Linked DNA regions of Gossypium raimondii: regions 1 and 3 are each linked to region 2. Evidence: chromatin contacts called from public Hi-C data. All regions are on one chromosome and are shown on one strand. Each heading gives the region's core, a stretch centred on a gene start, on an enhancer-like site or on the middle of the called end of the contact. The rest is flanking DNA. Distances are from core to core; before and after follow the strand shown. Region 1 holds the start of LOC105793849 (1,4-alpha-glucan-branching enzyme 1, chloroplastic/amyloplastic). Region 2 holds the start of LOC105793854 (probable serine/threonine-protein kinase PIX13). Region 3 holds the start of LOC105793859 (high mobility group B protein 3).

The links. Hi-C and Micro-C count contacts between places; a contact is called where the count stands out from the background.
Region 1: a contact with region 2 is called in a Hi-C map of leaf, with 3 times the contacts expected there. The contact joins the promoter of LOC105793849 here to the promoter of LOC105793854 in region 2. A contact is called at or near these places in 2 of 2 Hi-C or Micro-C datasets (both in leaf).
Region 3: a Hi-C map of leaf shows a contact between it and region 2, with 2.0 times the contacts expected there. The contact joins the promoter of LOC105793859 here to the promoter of LOC105793854 in region 2. A contact is called at or near these places in 2 of 2 Hi-C or Micro-C datasets (both in leaf).

The regions. Positions count from the first base shown.
Region 1 is chr3:21,338,790-21,342,537 of ASM2569854v1, forward strand. LOC105793849 (1,4-alpha-glucan-branching enzyme 1, chloroplastic/amyloplastic) reads right to left here and starts at 1,761. Exons shown (of 15, transcript XM_012622708.2): 1 at 1,566-1,761; 2 at 1,334-1,435; 3 at 949-1,159; 4 at 742-811; 5 at 396-665; 6 at 1-52. The coding sequence starts at 1,649.
Region 2 is chr3:21,479,370-21,482,846 of ASM2569854v1, forward strand. It overlaps LOC105793854 (probable serine/threonine-protein kinase PIX13), which reads right to left and starts at 2,133. Exons shown (of 6, transcript XM_012622714.2): 1 at 1,874-2,133; 2 at 1,420-1,787; 3 at 512-647; 4 at 272-411. The coding sequence starts at 1,928.
Region 3 is chr3:21,731,669-21,735,188 of ASM2569854v1, forward strand. LOC105793859 (high mobility group B protein 3) reads right to left here and starts at 2,169. Exons shown (of 8, transcript XM_012622718.2): 1 at 2,010-2,169; 2 at 1,874-1,923; 3 at 1,644-1,751; 4 at 1,356-1,413; 5 at 1,211-1,255; 6 at 1,041-1,121; 7 at 871-963; 8 at 531-777. The coding sequence starts at 1,914. The coding sequence ends at 760.

The sequences.
Region 1 (3,748 bases), core at 511-3,010, 140 kb before region 2:
ATATATTCTTGGGGCTTTAGGTTTTGGAGGACGGGGGTACTTAAATTCATACCTGCATTAACAATGAAAAATACATTAGAAGGACAATTTTCTCAATCACAAATTAAAAGTAGAAAATCAGCATCAATTCAACTTTGTTGGAACTGCAGTGGATGTGGCAGCAAGTTTTTAATCTCAAGCAATATCAAACTTATCTTAATAAACGGTTCCTAAATTCTGGATTTAAAACACACACACACAAATACAACTAGGTCCAAAACCCTGGACCACACAGTAGTTTTTTTTTTTTTTGGCCAAGACACGACACAGTTGTTGACTATATATATTTCTTCTACTTTTAATGTATCATATCATCAGTATCAAAATATATCACATAAAATGTGCGGAAATTGCACCTTTCTGAAGGTGGAGGATCCCAATGCACACCATCATATGGTGCTCCAAATCTGGTAGGGTCTACAATGGCATACTTAATCCAAGCAGGAATTCTGTCTACCCAAACTCCATCACCATGCTTGAATCGGAACTTGACTCTTGAATTATGAGGAATAGCAGGATTTCCCTCAGAATCCGGAATTTTAATACTCCAAACGCCAAATTCATTTTTTTCCATCTTGTGGTTGGAACCATCCCATCCGTTAAAGTCTCCAACAACTTGAGCTTCCCTTCATGAAGGAAAAGACTCTAGCTAAGAAATCAATTACTTTGAGTAAAATTGTGTTTCAGAAACCAAAAACTTACTGAGCAGCAGGAGCCCACTCACGGTAGACAATTCCATCCTCTTCTCTGTTAAATCCAAATCTCAAATAACCTACAGAAGAGGGTAAAAGACGGATTTCGTTTGAACATTCACATATAAAATATTGAATTTACTACCTAGCAAGCAATTTCATCATTGAAGTAGCCTTTGAGAAAAGAAAATTAAGAAGCGAATAGCGTTGGAATGACCTTTTGCAAATTCCTCCAAGCCTCCCTCATAATTTTCAAAGAGATTTTTCTGATCCACAAATTTCTTAATTCTATATTGAAAGTGATCTTTAAACGGTCGGAGGGCAGAATCAATATCCAAGATACCAATGTTTTGCGTGTTTTCCTCGGAGGTTGTAATTGTTGAACTATCATCAATCATAACAGCTGATATTGGAGAACCATAACTGACCTGGAGGGGAAAGTTGAGCAGAGATGATGTAATCAACCGCCAAAATACTTATATTTGATAACACCAAAATACCATCATCAATGTGCGAGGAATATCTTCACAAGGGCTAATTAGGACTAGCATTCATGAAAAATAAAATCAAGCACATAAAAGAATTGAAAACGGAAATCATACCCTTCGATAAACTGGAAATACATGTCGCCGAAGCAATTTTTGGGATCCACGTCCGGATTCAGTGGCCAGTTGTTTAGCAATTTGATGATTAGTTCCTGAACTCTGGAAATACAAGCAAGTTTAACGGCTATGGAAGGAAGGAGTAGAACGTCATGCAAATTGTCTAGTTTTAAGAAATTTGAGTAAAAACAAGAAGAAGAAGAAGAAGAAGAAAAGTTCGAATAACAATTACCAAAGAGCGATTGTTGTTAGATGAAGGTGAGAAAGAACGAAAAGCAAAAGGCGTTGCTACGAGAAGACTCAACGAACCCAGCATCTTTGCCAGTCCAAGCAAGATTCAGCCCCTCAAAGTTCTCTCAGCTCAGTTCCATTTTTCCCTTCAAGCAAAGTTTGGTTTAAACAGAAGGCAAAGCATAACACAATTGATTGGCAGTAGCGCCAATCCCTTATTTATTAATTGATTAATTTATGTGGAAGTCTCCATCAATAAAATCTAGGCCGTTGGTTTTTTTAACGTATAATAAGCAATTAGTTTTAATTTTTTTTCTTATGGGTAAACTACATCATAAGTCACTAAATTATAGGTAAATTTTTATTTTGATCATTTAACTAAAAAAGTAACAATGTGTTCACTTAACTATTCAAAAATTTTAGTTTAAGTCATTGAACTATTGAAAAAAATTTTATTTAAGTCATGAGGCTGTAAAGTTTTTTTTTTTTGAAGTTCCGCCATGAGCTCCAAGTGACTATTCGATGATCAGTAGAATAGATCAATACCCATCGACGAGTAGAAGAACATACATTTTATTTGAGTTGATCTGATGATCAATGTTGAAGATTAGAGAAAAAATTATTTGAATTTTGGTTCGTAGATTCGTGATGTCTAAAGTTGTTTCATAAAAAAAACTAAATTGTAGAAGAGAAAGGGGAAGAGAGCTTTCGATTGATGCAGATAGTGCAAATAAAAAAACCATATAGCATCAATTTTAATAGTTCAAATAGTTCAATGACCAAATTATAACTTTTTTAGTTAAGTGACCAAAATGAAAATTTATCTATAGTTTAGTGACTAATGGTCTATTTTACCTTTTCTTATCGGTCATGTCCAAATTCAGCTGAAAAAAGAAAGTGTTACAGTTGAAAGGATGTCCTTCCATTTCTGTAATTTTCCGTATGATTGGGATGCCTTCCGGAAGAGACAAAGCATAAACTCACACGTTACAACTCAGCTGCCGTTAAAATTCATGAATTAAAATTTTAATTATAATAAATCCCACTTTTTCTTCTACTGCAATAGTGAGAATTGAAGAAGCCGAGATGATCAAAATGCTCCGATCTTATTGGTTATTATGGAAAGAAAAATCACGTTCCTTTCTTTTTATCCAATTCATTCTCTTTTGTTTTATATTAAAATTAGGAATTCGCAATGCAGGATTTAATTTTTATTAATTTGATATATATAAATATATAACTATTTATTTTTAATTAATTAATCCTGATTTTGCTTATTATAAAAAAGTAGTTGTTATACACCTATAATAATAAATTGTTATCAAGAAATAATTGTTATAAACCTACAATAGAATTCATATAGGAGTGAGTATTCGATCGAGTCGAGTCGAATTGAGTCAAAAAATTTCGAGTTAGTGGAGTTGATGAATCCTATTTTAACAACCAAACTCAATTTGAAAATTTTTCGAATCAACTCAAAAAATTTCAAGTCGAGTTATTTGGATTTATATAGATTGATATAGATTGATTATTTAGAATCATATTATTTATACTCAATATTGCATTTATATAGATTGATTATTTAAATAGTAGGAGAAGTACAAGATTATTTAACTACATAAGTAAGGCTGATAGGTAAACATTTATCAAAACAATATAGTTTTACCTTTTTTTTTTATTTGGATTTTCAGATAACTCAAATTGTATAATTCACATTCGAGTTAAACCGAAAATTTTGATTTTTTTATTCGAGTTTATTCGAATAACTCGATTAACTCGAACTATTTAATTCAAAATTTGAATTTTTATCGAGTTTTTCGAATCAAACCGAGTTTTGCTCACCCTTAAATTCATATATCGAATTTCCATCAAATAAAGAAAGTAAAATTATGTTAAAAAAAGTGAGAATCAAATAAACAAATTTAAAAGACATATAGCAAGTGCATACATTATTGCATTTATGCATTTTTTTATTTTATAGTCTTTCACATTATCAATTCGAATCTCATAAATCTAACTGGTTTTTTAATTGATATGAGTTATCAAATTAAATTAATTAATTTATCATGAGCTATTAAATTCAAGTAATTAATTTACAAGTTTATGGTTGTCCAAATTTATGGTAGAATATTTAATTAGCAAACTTAATAGTTTATTGAATTGATATAAAAATTCCACTCATTG
Region 2 (3,477 bases), core at 883-3,382:
ATTAAAGATATTTAAAATATGTTTTATAATTCTTTTAAAATTTTAAAAATTAATTAATTTTTAATATGACATCTACATGATAATCCATGTATATTTACATCAGTAAAGTTTAATAAACATTATTTTTCATTTATTTTGAAATAATTTAATAAATAATATAAATTTAAAGTATAAAAAACAAAATTAAATAAATTTTTTATAAAATTAAAAATTAAGTGATTATGTAAAAGAAAGAGAGAGAGAGAGAGAGAGAGAGGGGCTTTAAATTTACCCCATCTAGCAAAATATTGGAGGCTTTAAAGTCCCTGTAGATTACACTCTTCTCTGATGTATGCAAAAAAGCCAAGCCTTGGGCGGCCCCAATGGCTATTTTAAGCCGCGTTTCCCATGTAAGAGGCTCTGCTCCGCCTACTGCATTGAGTTTACATATAAAATAAGCTTTAATCTTCTCGAAAAATAGCATGTTTAATGAATATGATAGATCAATGTGTGTTTTTCCTTAATTACTTACATCTAAAGAGATGGTTTTCCAAGCTTCCCTTTTGCATGTATTCGTAGACAAGCAGGAACTGATTTTCCTCCCAACAGTATCCCAACAGCTTTACCAGATTTGGATGGCAGAACTTGCCCAAGAATTTAACTTCCGCCTGTTCTCACACAATATTATTCCCTAAATCAACTTAATCTCAAAGCATTCATATCATATGCAACCATTCTTGAAAATCATTTCTTTACATAAAAATGCAAATTTCAGTGCATAATTTGATGTAGTTTTACTACTCATTTATCACTAATGTAATAATATGAGGAAAAATTTTATCTATATTATAATAGTTAGATGTAAAATAAAAAAAGTTTCTACAAATTTAAACTTAAAACTAAATAATAAAAAGTTTCAAAAAGTTTCAAAACTAAAAATATGTTATAAGAGTGGACTAAATATTACTAGTTAAATTGAATTATTGCCATGTAAAAGAAAAAAATACTCCAACTAAACCTAACATTGATAAATAAGTAGATAATGAGAACCTGGGAATACATAAAATATAAATCAATTGTGTTAAACCTGCATGAACATACAGTATAAAATTCCAACTATCTCATGGAAAATGAGGCAAAATTATAAAAGCATAGAAAAGTATACATAAAATAACACGGCGCCGTATATTTCGGAAAACAAAATAATTCTGCTGGCTGGTGTTTACATTATCAATTACGCCTCTTCATTCAATCATATAATGACTATTCTGATTATACACGAACTTAAGAATAAAATAAATTTATTTTTTTTAAAAGTACTAAAAGTAAAGATAAAAATGAATTTAATTAAGAGTCCTAAAATGAAATTAACATGGTTGATAAATGTTTGTAAGAATGAATGGGAAATAAGAAATAAAATAAAATAAAAAAGTAAAATACCTGCCATTCTTGCAAGCCTTGAGAGCTATCGGGATTTGATTTCTTGACGGCAACAGCGATGCCAACTCCGACTTTAGAAGGAGCATAGGTTTTATCATCAACCCAACCTTTAAACACTCTACCGAAACCTCCCTCACCCAGCACCGTATCAGGTCTGAAATTTCTGGTGGCTGCCTTAAGTTCTGCCAAAGTGAATATTTTCAAGGTGGTGCTCACAATCTTTCCACTGGCCGGAACTCCTCCTCCTTCGCCCTCCTTGCTTCTTCCACTGCTTGTTTCGTTCCCTTCACCGCCACCGCTTTCTTTGTTTCCTGTAGGTGGCACCACTCCATGTTGGTTGCTGCTGTCCTTTAGCTTCTTCGTATCTTCTGCATGTGTGTTCAATCATATGAATTGGTTTGGTTGGGGTGGTTGCTGCTGTCGGAAATTCCAAGGCAAGTTTGTTTGTACGTACCTGGGGTGGGTGGCTGGCTATGATGATCAACTTGAGTACCAAAGCAGTTCCCCATATGGTCTGATAACTTGTTTTCTTTTTGCAATTTCGATATCTTTTCTTTGGGATTGAATAGATATAGCAAGACAAAAGGATTATTGACTTTAAAAGAAAAAAGAAAAGCTTTCTTGAGGTTCGAGGAAGAAGAGAAGAAAGAGGGGCGAAGCAACCAAGTAGATGGGATGTGGAGGAGAACGGGGTAATGGAGACTTGGTGTTTGTTTGGACTTTTTCCTTGGTTTTATATACTAATCAAATCCTCCTGCCCCCTCTTGTTTCTGTCACTTATTTCTCATTTCAACCTCCCATTTTACACTCTTTTCTTCAATTTGCTTACCCCCCCCCCCTCCATTTAATAAAAAAATTATCAACAAGACTTCATCACAATTGGAGTGATAAAAAATTAGTCTTTAATTAATATAAACTTTAGATTTTCGTTTTATCCTTACAAATTTACAAATCAGAATTCCAGCTCAAAAACCAAAACAAAATTTATTTTAACATTTTATTTAATTTTTAAATTAATATTACTTATCAAATTATTTCAAAATAGATAGAAAAGTTAATGTCTATTAACTTTGCTTAATTGGCATACACATAGATGTCATCTCAATAATTAATTGATTTTTAAAAAATATAAAAATATTATAAAAATTATTAAATTATTTAAAAGTATGAAAATTCTAAAAAATATTTTTAATATTTTTAATTTTAAAAGAATCAATTAATTACTATTATGAAATACATGTAGAGTATCACCTTACATGAATGTCATATTAAGAAAATTAACCGACGTTAATTTTTTTCGTTTACTTTGAGATAATTTGATAAACAACATAATTTTAAAAGAAAAAATTAAATAAAAATTAAAATATTTTTTATAAAATTGAAGGGGAAATAAATAATTTTAATTTTTAACCAAATTTGAAAACAAAAAATCATGACAGCTAGCAATAGAAAATTAATTAATATAAAAAAAATGAAGGAGGAAGTCAACGGCAATTTCCTCCCGATGCCTTGAGCTTCTTGATGGGCCCTATACTATGCTTCTAAGTGGGCCCTATGCTATGCTTCTAAGTGGGCCCTATCGTTGGCTCATTCAACTCAGATGAATTTCATTTTCATTTCATTACATTGACATGACCTGCATTAAACCTCCGATCTTTTACTTTATTTTGAATGACAATGTATTAGGCGAAAGATAAATAGACTAAGGGTTAATTTGAATTGGCGGTGCGTTTATCTGTAGTTAGTGTAAAAACAGCGGTGGCGGTGAGATTGGATACTGTAGCAACACTGTAGCGTGAGACAAAAAGTAGGCTAAACGCACCGCACCATACCCAATCGCCTATCCAAACCCACCCTAAATCAAGCGATGAGAATATGTATATTATTTAAATAAAGTTTTTAGTTCGAGTTTTTGAGATAATTTTTAGTATAAATTTTTTTTAAACTGGTTCCATTTTCAATTTAATATAAATTTAATTTGATTTTCAAATATGAAAATGTTTTAGAAAAATAAAAAGGAATTTAAAAAGAGTGTCTTTTTTATATAATTAGTTTCTA
Region 3 (3,520 bases), core at 919-3,418, 250 kb after region 2:
AGGAGTAAAATTAGAATGTAGTAAAATGAGATTATTATCATAAAATACTATAATGAAGAAAAGCGTACGATAAATCCATCTTCATTTTTACATATTATTCAATATTAAACAATTATTAACAATACAAACCAATATTAGAGACTATATATGTAAATTATAAACCAATTAAAATTTAAATACAGAAACAATTAAGGTTAATTTAGAAAATAAGAAAACTGGGCAATACAGAACCAAAACTCCAAGTGAAAACAGCATAGCAGGCAACAATTAGAAGAAACACAAACAAAATGACCATTGAACCAAGAATTCAACGCAAAACCGAGGAATTGTCCCATAAAATGGTTGGTATCAAATCTTAAGTTCAATCTCTTAACATCTACCCCTATTGCCCCCGAATAAGAACCCAGGAATTATTTCAAATGAATTGTGTTAAAAAGCTGCATGCCACGAGAATAAATGAACCAATAGAACAGCAGCAAAAAAGCAATAGAATATGGACAGGCAACAAAGTCATACAAAGAGGGACCAAATTTTCTAGAAAAGGATTTACCTATCTTACGCCATTCAACTTCAAATGCAAAGTACATGTAGCAACAAATTACCCATCTAAAACTATTAATTTCGAAACGTCAAAAGAAACCAACAGCATCCAGAGTTACATTTTTGCTTAAATGAAATTTGCATTTAAAAAGCATTAACATAAGATGATCAAACACTATCACAGCCTAGTTTGATTATGCTATCCTCCCTGGATTTTTCCTACTCATCATCTTCTTCCTGCATTTACAAAAAAAAGAGAAACCCGAATCAATAGGGTCCAAAATAAGCCAGAAGATCAGTGACACAAAACTGATACTAATTGCAACTCACGTCTCCACTGCCTTCATCATCATCTTCTTCTTCATCATTCACCTCAGATACAGACTTCTCAGATTCCTCCTCATCTTCTTGGGGACCCTCAGCCTGGAATTAATCCAAAAAGTTTATTAACTTTTAACTCATCAAATTATATGTATAAACAAAAGATAACAGCAAATTACCTGTCTCTTATTGTAGGCTTTCATGTTCTTTTCATACTCGACCTTTCGTTTCTCGGCCTTATCAACATAAGGTCGCTTTTCCTAAAATCATATATTTTACATTAATCATGATGCATATTTGCATCTATGTTGAAGATTATTTTCAGTGCTGAACGTAGAAAAATACTTACAGCTTCAGAAAGGCTCTTCCATTTATCTCCACCAGCTTTGCCAACCTGAATTTGAATCCAAAAGAGAAATTAAGAAAACAAAATAAAAAAAGGAAAAGGAAAGAAACCTGTAAGAAAATCCAAAAAAGAAAATGTTCATACTTACAGCAGCAACGGACTTGTTTTTAGGGTGCTCCTTCTTGTATTGCTCGCGGAACTCCTCCCTTTTATCACGAAATCAACATTAAAAAATTAGATGAAATATGAATGTAAATAGTAAAATCATCCTCGAAGATCAACTTTGCTTTGACCATAAGAAGAATCGTTCAATTCACCTCTTCGATTGTGGTTTTTACGAAGAATATAAAGGCCAGAGTTTTCCACGAAGCAAACGGAACAAACCAAAAAATTTAAAGAAAACCGACAAATACAGGAGAGAATCATGAATGATTACATGAAAACGAAGAAGGCGCTAGCAGGCCTCTTTGGCTTGTTTGGATCCTTAGCTGCCTTCCCCGATTTCTTTCCAGCTTTCGTGGTTGATTTCTTATTCACGGAGAGCCTATAAACGAACCAAAAAAATAAAAATAAAAATAAAAGTCAAATAATAGGAAACGTTAATACACATCACGATCTGAGGTCCTAGAACACGCGATCTGAAGAGCCGAAAGGAGAAAAGCTTACTTGGCGCTCTTGGCATCCGACTTGGATTTACCTCCTTTCATGTTTGAATCCTGCAAATGAATTCGCAGATGAGTGAAAAAGCAGATGAAATCGATAGAAAGAAGTGGAAATTCGATAAAAATCGATGGGGAAATACCTGATAGAGGGCTAGGGTTAGAGCTACGGATGAGAGAGGGAGAGAGGAATAGGGGAATAAAAGTGCGATAGAAATAGAGATGTGTTGAGAATAGAGGAGGCTAGAGTTGAGAGGCCGAAACTCGAAAGCGGAGATATTAAGTTTTGGGCAAATTGAAATTCAATTGCACGCGAAATGAGAATTGAGGGGGTTTAGGCGGGATTTGGAATTTTCATGCCACGCCATCGATCTGTGTGCTTTTATGTTATTGGCTGTGTCACTCCTAATCTTTTTGGCTTTCCAGATTCTCACCTCTTTCTTTTGTTGTGCTTCCTCTGTGCTTCTTCTCTCTCTCACCTGATTCGTGATTTAATGGGCCCTTCCCCTGATTCTAGCCCAATCCATTTATTTCAGGGCCTTCATACATGGACCTTAAAATGGCTCAAAAAATTTCCCCAAGTCCATTTTCAGCTCAACTTTACGCCACACCGCCACTCAAATTACTCTATTCATCCAAGATTAAAAACAAAACTTATACTAATCTTTTAATTGAATCGTAAGGCTACGTTTACTGTCACTAGGGTTGTAAGCTAGGAATCTTTGAATTCCTTCTTCTTTCAATGCTTGTAATTGACTTGTTGGGCAGTGCAAAGAAGGGTTTCGAAAAGCAGCACTATAGTGGTATACCAGTCGCTATTTCATGGTAGTCGCATTGTCATAGCGATGTGAAAATATTTCACACTAATATTAGTTAAATTGTTCATCTTTTCTTCAAAGTCAAAGGCAGCCTAATCAAAAAAATCATCGTATTTGGGATTGCAATCGACTAAAGTAAACTTGATAGAAACTAATGCTCAACTGTGACTTGTTGACAAGTCAAATATTTTGCAACATGCTCGGTAACCTTCCTTTTCATACCGAACCACCAATACAAACCTTTCAAATTACGACACATCTTGTTATCTCCAGGATGCATGGCATAGAAACTGTTGTGAGCCTCTTGAAGTATATCATGCTTCAACTCCTCATCACTAGCCACATAAATCCTCTCTTAGAACATCAAGTGACCATCATTATCGATATCACAGTCATTAGCTCTATTTTCCTCAAATTACCTTCTCATTGCTAACAACTTCACATCAACCAATTGTTTATCTCTAATTTGCTAACAACTTCTAATTTGCTTAACTTGCAATTCAGCCAAAAGACCACCGTCATCCACCAACTATAACCAAGCAAACATAGCTCTCAAGTCCACCAACAACTTCTTACTCAAAGCATCAACACCACCGTTTGTCTTACCTAGATAATAATCAATAAAATAATCATAATCCTTTAATAGTTCAATCCATCTTCACTATCTCAAGTTCAACTTATTCTGAGTTAAAAGATATTTGGGACTCTTGTAATTAATGTAAATATAACACTTCTTACCATATAAATGGTGTCATCATATCATTAATGCAAATACCACCATCACCAACTCTAAATCATGAGTCAAATAGTTCCACTCATGATTTTTCAATTGCCTT